2 separate regions of the Sus scrofa genome follow, and region 2 is linked to region 1. The links are chromatin contacts, called in public Hi-C maps. All regions are on one chromosome and are shown on one strand. The core of a region is the stretch at or near the end of the contact, and the rest is flanking DNA. Distances in the headings are between cores, read along the strand shown.

Region 1 (4,320 bases), core at 1,336-3,835:
AAAAAAAAATTTACAGCTCAGGGGAAAATAGAAAAAGTGAATAGAAAAAAAAAAAAAAAGACATGACAAAAACAGGCTTTAGGTAGTGTGTCAGATTATATTCCCTTTTGTAAGATCTGGGCATGTGGGAAACACAGCCTCCTGAGCAAAAGACAGACAATTCCTCCAGATGTCTCCTTTTGTCCAACTCTTCCGTCTTGTATTTACAGGGAGGTCTTTACAACACGGATTTTCCAAGGCAATCGGATGCCTCTGCAGTCTAATCTCAAAAGTATTTTCTTACTGAAAAGAAATCTGCGCTTTTGTCTGGCTCACCCCCAGAACGCAATCCCAGAGTTTGTAAGTCAAAGCTACATATTGACTTGATTGCAGATTGCTGTCTCTGATGCAAAAAGGTTGATCTTTGTAAAGCTGGTCTTCGAAGAACCAGACTAGCCTGGATTCGGTGCGTCGCATATGTTTTATGCCTCAGCAGCTGAACCAGAGTCACTGCAGTAAACTGAGTTCATCGGTTTGGCCAGATCCTGGACTTGCGGGTACAGGGGAAGAAGAGCGGCCACCTCCCACAGCGGGACCGAGGGACCCGTGTGCCCACCTCCCCCTTTGGGTACCTGACTGGGGCCACCGCTTTGGGGTAAATCAGTACAGAGATCAGTGTGGGCCGTAAGGTGGAGAGGGTCCCTTGATTCAAGGAGCAGAGAACCACGGAAGCCAAAGAGAGGGTTTCCCACCTGTGAGACCCTTGGGCCAGAAAGCCGGTCGGGGCTTGAGGCAGCTGCACGGATGGGCAGTTCTCTTTGCTCTCTTGTGGCTGTACCATCCCATGCTGTGCTTTCTCTTGCCTTTCACAAGATGTGTCTGCTCTATTTTCCTGTCTTTATTAACAGGCCGGTTCCTCAATCCAGATGCCAGAAAGAGCTAGTCCAGAAGCCTTTGCTTACGGACCTGGTGACATGGCCTTTTTGGGTAGCGCTCTTGGCCAAAGGCATCGTCACGAGCCATTAGGCAGCTCATGGATAGGCTGCCTCAGGCCAGGTGCCCGCCTCCGTCCCCTCAGTGGTCACTGATGCACAGACACCGCCTAATGTGACTCTCCTGATCCAGGGGGCTGTGGCCAGGGCAGTTCATACCAGAAGCAAGCGTTAGGGAACAAGCTGTGGGACTTGTGTGTACCTTGAGTCCAGGGCCGTCACCCAGAACTCAGCTTGGCCAGCGGCCCCCAGATTTCCTCATCTGTAAATAGGGGGATGGTGACACCTGGTTCATGGGGTCGTCGTGAGACTTAAACCGACTGATGGACAATATTATACTAGCGATATTATTATCAGAAAGGGATAACCCCAAGCCATTTTGACCCATCTGGCTTCTCAGACAGCCTGGCCATTCATCTAAAGAGAAAAACAGCGGCAGAAAGCAAGTAACCAGTGCGGACAGCTCGGGGATGGGCAGCTCCTGCTTTCCTGAGGGAGGAGGGGTCAGGGCAGCCAGGAGTCCTGTGCCCGGGGTCCCACAGGACTGCGGGTGCGTGGACTGTGAGTGTGGGACAGTGTGTGTGTGTGTGTGTGTGTGTGTGTGTGTGTGTGGAATGAGTGGCAGATAAGAGACGACCCCTCCTCTTCCTCTGTTCAGAGCCTCTCCTGTCCACCTTTTCACCACGGCCCTCTCTACCTTTCGTTTTCATTTTCTTGGAGCACAGCTGATTTACAGCGTCGTGGTAGATTCGCATGCACAGCCACGGGATTCATGTGTGTAGGAAGAGGTATGTTCTTTTTCATATTCTTTTCCCGCAGAGGTTGTTATAAGCTATTGAGTCGAGGTCCCCGGTCTACACAGCATATCCTCATTGCTCATCTATTTCCTATACTGTAGTGTGTGTGTGTGTGCAGCCCGACCTCTTAATTTAACCTCTCGCCCCTTCCCCGCAGTGGGTAAGCGTTTTCTGTGTCTGTGGGTCTGTTTCTGTTCATTTGTGTATATACGTGTTTTTAGATTCCACATAGGTGATAGCACATGGTCTTTGTCTTTCTCTCTACGTTTCTTCAAAGAGAAAGAGAAAAGTAGACAGGACATTTAAAAAGCAATGCAGAGTTGAGGGAGTTCCCATCATGGCTCAGTGGTTAACAAATCCGACTAGGAACCATGGGGTTGCGGGTTCCATCCCTGGCCTGGATCAGTGGGTTAAAGATCTGGTGTTGCCGTGAGCTGTGGTGTAGGTCGCAGACGCGGCTCGGATCCCGCGTTGCTGTGGCTCTGGCGAAGGCCGGTGGCTACGGCTCCGATTCGACCCCCAGCCTGGAAACCTCCACATGCCATGGGTGCGGCCCTAGAAGAGACAAAAAAAAAAAAAAAAAAAAAAAAAGAATAAATAAAAAATATAAAACCCCAACAATGCAGAGTTGAAAAGAGAGAGGCGGCAGAGAGTGGGCAGAGGTAATGAGACGCTGGGTGTGAGTTCCCGGGAGGGGCTGGGCAGATCAGCCCACAGAGTTCAACTGCTGGGGAATTTTGGCTCGTAACACAACATCCTGTAGCTGCTGGTAAACACCAGGCCCTTTGTGGGAGAGGTGGCCCCGACCTTGGCAGAGCTGCGTCTGGGTGGGGACCCCTGGAACTCCCTGACTCACAGAGGAGATAGCTGAAGGAGGGCGGGGCACAGGCGTGGGACAGCCGGCTGCTGCCCAGCTCACCGGTGCCACCTTCAAGCACGGGGTGGGGGAGCGGGGCTGCAGAGACACCTGTTTCCCAGGCCTCTATCCCCACATGGACACCCGGGGAGCCTAGGTGAGTGGGCTCAGGTTGCTCACACTTAGGTTGTCAAGAAAAAGACCCTGAAGCTTAGGGAAAAGGGTCACAGGGTATTCACGAAGGCGAATGACTTTTCCAGGTCACGCCGCAGGGTGGGATGTGTTGGTGTGGCAGAGGCGACCCGCCGACTTCTGCAGTGGGGCAGGGAGATCACCGGGGCAGGCCAGGCAGAAGCCAAGGGCTGATGTGTCCTTTGAGAAGAATACGGGAAGGGCAAAGCTAGGGCGATGGGGACGAGAAGCAAGAGCTGAATCGTGCTCCCCTGTCTCTGGCCAGCCCTCCATTGGCACTGGTGGGGGGCACTCCTGGGGTCCCGGCTGTCTTCTTTGTCCAGGACTTCTCTCCCCTTCTCTGTTAATTAGGACATTGGAGAAATTTTCATGAAAATTACGGTGTCTAGACTTGGGGAGCTGTGGGGAGCGCTAGGGGAAGGTTTAATTGCAGCGTTGAGAAGACACATGAAGACGGCAGGGTTTTGCAAGTCTCTTCTGAGGACAAAGCCGCACGGAGCTGTGGTTTCCCCGATTGCCCTGACATTGCCTGTCATGTCAGGGATGCCTTGGGTGTTTTGTCTGAGCATTTAGGGTTGCCAAAGTGTTTGTCTCCTCAAGAAAAAGTTGCAAGGATCTGCAGAGAAAGCTGTGCTGCCGTGCTTTGGTCTTCAAAGCGGGAGCCGTCGTAAAGGGGGACAGAGGCAGACCTGAAGATACTCCCCGCATCTTTTGGAGAAATAGAGGAAGTGACGAGGATGGAGCCGCCTACCTTGCCAAGTCTGGTTACCGGGTGTTTCTGGTTACCAAGGACACAGATTCAATGACATGTGTCCTTCAGCCTACTGTTGGGAGGACCAAGCAAAATGCTTCCCTTGCTAACATATAGTAAAGCCAGGCTCACTGGTATCCAGTTAACTAGAAATCCCCATGAGTCGGCCCTTCTCCACCTGGAGAGGACAAAGTGACTGGTGTTCGTGATGATGCCTGGAAGGTTCCAGGCCATCCCCAAATGCCTTTTGCTTTTCCCAGTGGAACTGTCACTGTCGTTTCTGCTGATTACGCATGTAAAACTCGCTTACTATAAAGATTCAACACTGAAAAATGCGAAAGTGGAAAATCCCTTTGTAAGTGTCTCACCCCATAGTTAACCCCCCAGTTAAACATTCAATGGTCTTGTGTAGGTCCCTAGGAAATTGTCATGCATATAAATATACGCAAGTATATAGACTATATTTATGTAAATTAGATCACACTGCTAAGCAACCTCCCTTTCCAGTTTATATGTCATAAACATCTATATCAAAGATACAGAACTGGGAGTTCCCAGTTGTGGCTCAGGGGTAACAAACCTGACTAGTATCCATGAGGATTCGGGTTCGATCCCTGGCTCCACTCAGTGGGTCAAGGATCTGGCGCTGCCAGGAGCTGTGGTGTAGGTTGCAGACGCGGCTCAGATGCTGCATTGCTTTGGCTGTGGTGTAGGCTGGCAGCTGCAGCTCCCATTCGACCCCTCGCCTGGGAC
Region 2 (4,529 bases), core at 1,045-3,544, 440 kb before region 1:
GCTCTGTGTTCCGTTGCTTTCTGCAGGGTCTGTAGCAGAGCCAAAAGCAACAGTCTCCAGGTCTTGCTGCACAAGGCCAGGCCCATGGGAGAATTCCGAAGGTTTGTGGAGGAGATAAAAATGAGAAGGGAATTCCAGAGAGTCTTGGAAGAAGCAAGCAAGCAGGAGGGGGGGGCTTATCTCAGCCCAGAAAAAGCATTCCTCTGGGAGACGGGAAATAAACAAGGAAAGACGTGGCCCCTGAAAACCGGGGGCCAGGGGGAGGCGGGACCTCAGGAAGCAATGACTGTGGCATTTGAGATAAAGGGGCACAAAGGCCTGAGTTGCTGCTCGGGGCTGGGGAGGCCCCCCACCACCCCTGGCAGAAGCAGCCCAAGGCCGTGGGTGCCCCTTTATGGGGTGAGTGGGGCCGATCCACCAGTTCCGCCAGCGGTGACCACCTCTTTCTTTAAATTTTTTATTACAGTATAGTTCATTTACAAGGTTGTGCCCCTTCCTGCTGGACATTGAAGGGCCTCGGTCACACACAGATACACATTCTTCTCCTTATATTCTCTTCCTCTTACGGCCTGATGACAGCGTGGCCTTGCACAAAGGCCCTCACCCATGGGGGGCAGGGGAGCAAAGGGGTGACGGAGACAGAGAGCCCACGCCCCATGGTCCTGGCTGATTCTGAGGTTTGCGATCCAGGCTTGAGACACCGGGCCCCTGGCTTTTCCCGCTGCAAATTCCTTCAACCCATTTCTCTGACCTCAGAGCAGCAGAAGAGAAGAAAAGAAGGGGCAGGAATCCTTACAACTGTAAACCAGCGGCACTTCAGTAAAACTTTAAAAGGTGGGAGGAAAAGGGGGGGTAGGAACACTCAGGTGAAGAGCTTCCGGGTCGGAGTCCAGTGGGAACCGGGGGGCGGGGGACACGATGGGGAAAGTACCCGTGCATGTGGTCCATGGTTTCATGTGTTCTCATCCTCTTCCTGTGGCTGGATGCCTGATGCTGCCTGCTTCTTACTGAATGTTTGATTCAAAACGAGACCATGTGGTGTTCCCCCCCATGGTGCAACGGGGTCAGCGGTGTCTCTGCAGAGACAGGTTCAATCCCTGGCCAGGCACAGTGGGTTAGGAATCCAGAGTTGCCGAAGCTGGGGTGTAAGTGACAACTGCGGCTTGGATCTGACCCCCCCTCCCCCCGTCTGGGAACTTCCACAACCTGCAGGGTGACAAAAACAAACAAACAAAAACACTTGTTTACTGCTTTCTGGCCATAAATCCAGGAAGTCTGCCTATTCTCATGGTCTCGCAGGCCCAGAAGTGGGGTAGAACTGTCTCTTCTGCCCTCTTAAGCATTCTTACTCCTTTCTCCCTTAAAGAACTTCCTTCTCAGAGTTCCTGCGTGGCTCAGCGGTAACAAACCCAACAAGTGTCCATGAGGACTCGGGTTTGATCCCTAGCCTCGCTCAGTGGGTTAAGGATCCGGTGTTGCCGTGAGCTGTGGTGTAGGTCGCAGATGTGGCTCGGATCTGGCATTGCTGTGGCTGTGGTGGAGGCCGGCAGCTGCAGCTCTGATTCGACCCCTCGCCTGGGAACTTCCATATGTCGCTGGTTCAGCACTAAAAAAAAAAAAAAGGAACTTCCTCTTTCTCTGCCGCCCCCGCCCCAGGCCTCCCATATCCCTTCTCCTCCCAGTTTCACCCCCTCCTAAATAATGATGTTCCTCTGACTCCAGGGCTGGGTGGGAGCCGCCTTGTCTGAGAAGCTAATCGACGGCTTTTTATGTTTCACCCTCTCTGGTTCAAGCGCAGAGGCGATGAGCTGGAAGCTAGAAGGCTCTTCCCCTCGGTGGACTTACAGCCACACATCCTTCTACCCCGAGGGGCCTCTTGGTGCAGCCAGACGCGGGCTGCTCCCCTGCCTTGGTGGCTGATCTCACCCCCAGCCCTTAGCAAATGTGGACTCAGCATTTCCTACGTGCGGGGCAGGTGCGGCACGTCAGGGAGTCCAGACAGCTAAGCCGTTGTCTCCACCCTGAGGGACTTCCAGGCAAACCCGCCCCCCGGTTTCCTCTGGGACCTCCATCGAAGCGAGCAGTGCCCGTCCGGAACGTCCAGCATCCCTGCGACGTGCGGTCGTGTTCCTCTGGAGCCCCGTCGAGCCAGGCTTTCTTGTCGGGGCGTTTCGGAAATGGTGGGCGGTGTCCCCAACCCACGGAGAGTTTCGCTCATCAGTTCGCCCCGCTTAAGCCGTGGGCAGCCGGGATCGGCAGAGTCTGCGAAAACCCGCCCGGAGTCCTGAGCTGACCTCGGCAGGACCCTCGCGTCCTGGGTCGCCCTGGCTCCTGGGTCGCCAACACGGCTTTGGGTTCTTTAGTTCACATTTGGCAGAAACGAGCTGCTGACTAATCGTTGACCTAAGCTTTTTCTCCAAAGGTTAAGTTGGATCATCTTGAGTAAAATTCAACCAAAACAACCACCAGTTTGGGTGGTTTTTCAGTTTTTCAGTTGCAGCTGAAAGTGATAGTCCAGTGATATTTCCTCCAAATGGACCGACGTAGCTGGAAGGGGTCACTTCGGTGACTGGTTACTTTTCAGAAAGGCTGACAAGGAGTTCCCACTGCGGCTCAGCGGGTTATGAACCAAACTAGTATCCATGAGGTTGCAGGTTCGATCCCTGGCCTTGCTCAGTGGGTTAAGGATCCGGCGTCGCCGTGAGCTGTGGTGTAGGTCGCAGATGTGGCTTGGATCTGGCGTTGCTGTGGCTGTGGTGTAGGCCAGCAGCTACAGCTCTGATCTGACCCCTAGCCTGGGAACTTCCATGTGCAGTGGTTGTGGCCATAAAAGAAAGAAAGAAAGAGAAAAGACAGGCTAACTTAAAATGGTGTTTTCCTTGGAGAATGCTAGATGCCTTCCAGCTGACGTTTTCTTGTAGGCAGCTGTGATTTTCTAGGACAAATCCAAGAGCATGAGCCTTGGAGTCCCCCGCCTTGGGTGGGCTTCGAGCCAGCGAAGCCTGGCTGGACTCTCCTGTGCTTGGCGTCTCCTCACTGCCCTGCAGAAAAGCCCCCAGGAGAGCAGAGTGGAGACAGGCAGCAAGCTTCACACTGTACACTGAGGGCCTCACAGCAAATCGAGCCCTTTGGGGCTGGAGGAACTGGACAGAACCACACCGGTTCCTCCAGAGCTTTCCATATGCATATATACGTATATAGTCACTCTATGTAACCTGGTAACAGGACGTTTTAAAAATTCATGACAAGTCTAGGTTTTTTGTTTTTGCTGGCATCCTTTCCTTAGTTCTAAAGCTGGCACTGTGCACAAATGCAAAGTGAATTATAGTTTCAGGGGCTCGGCAGGGGTCACTGCCTACCTGGCAGACCCATATCTTTAGTATGAGACTGAGATTTCTCTTCTAGGGCAAGTCTTGCTGGGAGGCCGGGCCATTATGCCTTAGGGACCATTTATGCCCTGATCTGGAGGAATTTCAGATGACTGCCTGAAAGCCACCTGACAAGAGCTGGAAAGACCAAGACTACGAGGAGTGGGTGGGTGGGTGGGTGGGGGCCTAAATGAGGAATGAGCACAGATGTGCCCCCAGCTGGGCAGTGAGAGTGGGTGGGGCCGCAGCTCGTCCTCATGCCAGCCAGGCCAGCTGGATCAGAAAAGAGCAAAATACCTCCCCGCCGCCACCTCTCCAGGGCACACACTTTTCAGAACGTTTGTATCTGGGGAAGAGATCTGCTTTTGGGAGACAGTCAGAGAGCTTAGGTACCATGGTAAGATCTATCTATTTACTTACTTATTTATTTTATTTTTGTCTTTTTGTGTTTTTCTTGAGCCGCTCCCTCGGCATATGGAGGTTCCCAGGCTAGGGGTCGAATCGGAGCTGTAGCCCCTGGCCTACACACCAGAGCCACAGCAACGTGAGATCCGAGCTGCGTCTGTGACCTACACCACAGCTCACGGCAATGCCGGATCCTTTAACCCACTGAGCAAGGGCAGGGATCGAACCCACAACCTCATGGTTCCTAGTCGGATTCGTCAACCACTGCGCCATGATGGGAACTCCTCCATGGTAATATTTAAATAACTATGCTTCCAGCGTGAAATAAGTGTTTAGACAACTGTGGACACACCAAACAAAAAGTGTGTATTTAATCTCTCGCTCCTGATTAAGGCTTTGGACTAAAAGCTCTTCAGAAAGAACTTGGTATCGCCCACAAGGCTCACATTATATAGAAACAATCTGTGGCCACAGACGCTTTTAAGTTGGGAGCTTCTGTTTGCACTTGTGTCTGTACATGAAAGGACTTCATGGGATTTCGCTGCTGTAATTTTATGATGATAGAAACACTCTCACAACCCGGCATCTTTTGCGGTAAATTGCAAGTTAAACAAAAAGCCAGTTTATATTTCAAAGATACTCTCCAGTCCCTATGCGTAAATGCACTTTTTATCCCTCAATAATTTGTAGTAAATGCTAGAAATAGCTCTCTAGTATAAATAGATGTTACTCTTTATGTCTCGTTCAGTGCCCCAA

The links. A called contact is a pair of places that touch in the nucleus more often than the background predicts.
Region 2: a contact with region 1 is called in a Hi-C map of omental adipose tissue, with 1.9 times the contacts expected there. The contact joins two enhancer-like sites. A contact is called at or near these places in 4 of 47 Hi-C or Micro-C datasets (embryonic fibroblasts, liver, mesenteric adipose tissue and 1 more).

What each region holds. Positions count from the first base shown.
Region 1 is chr4:126,730,671-126,734,990 of Sscrofa11.1, reverse strand. It overlaps LOC110260388 (a long non-coding RNA gene), which reads left to right. Exons shown (of 4, transcript XR_002343635.1): 4 at 210-2,008. Among named protein-coding and RNA genes, the nearest start is that of LRRC8D, 150 kb to the left of the region's middle. Within about 2 kb of position 2,585, at least 7 of the 83 cell types and tissues checked have an H3K27ac peak or open chromatin away from gene starts, as enhancers often do. A contact at or near this core is called in omental adipose tissue, where this site is marked.
Region 2 is chr4:127,169,231-127,173,759 of Sscrofa11.1, reverse strand. No RefSeq gene overlaps it. Among named protein-coding and RNA genes, the nearest start is that of LRRC8B, 35 kb to the right of the region's middle. Within about 2 kb of position 2,294, at least 12 of the 83 cell types and tissues checked have an H3K27ac peak or open chromatin away from gene starts, as enhancers often do. A contact at or near this core is called in omental adipose tissue, where this site is marked.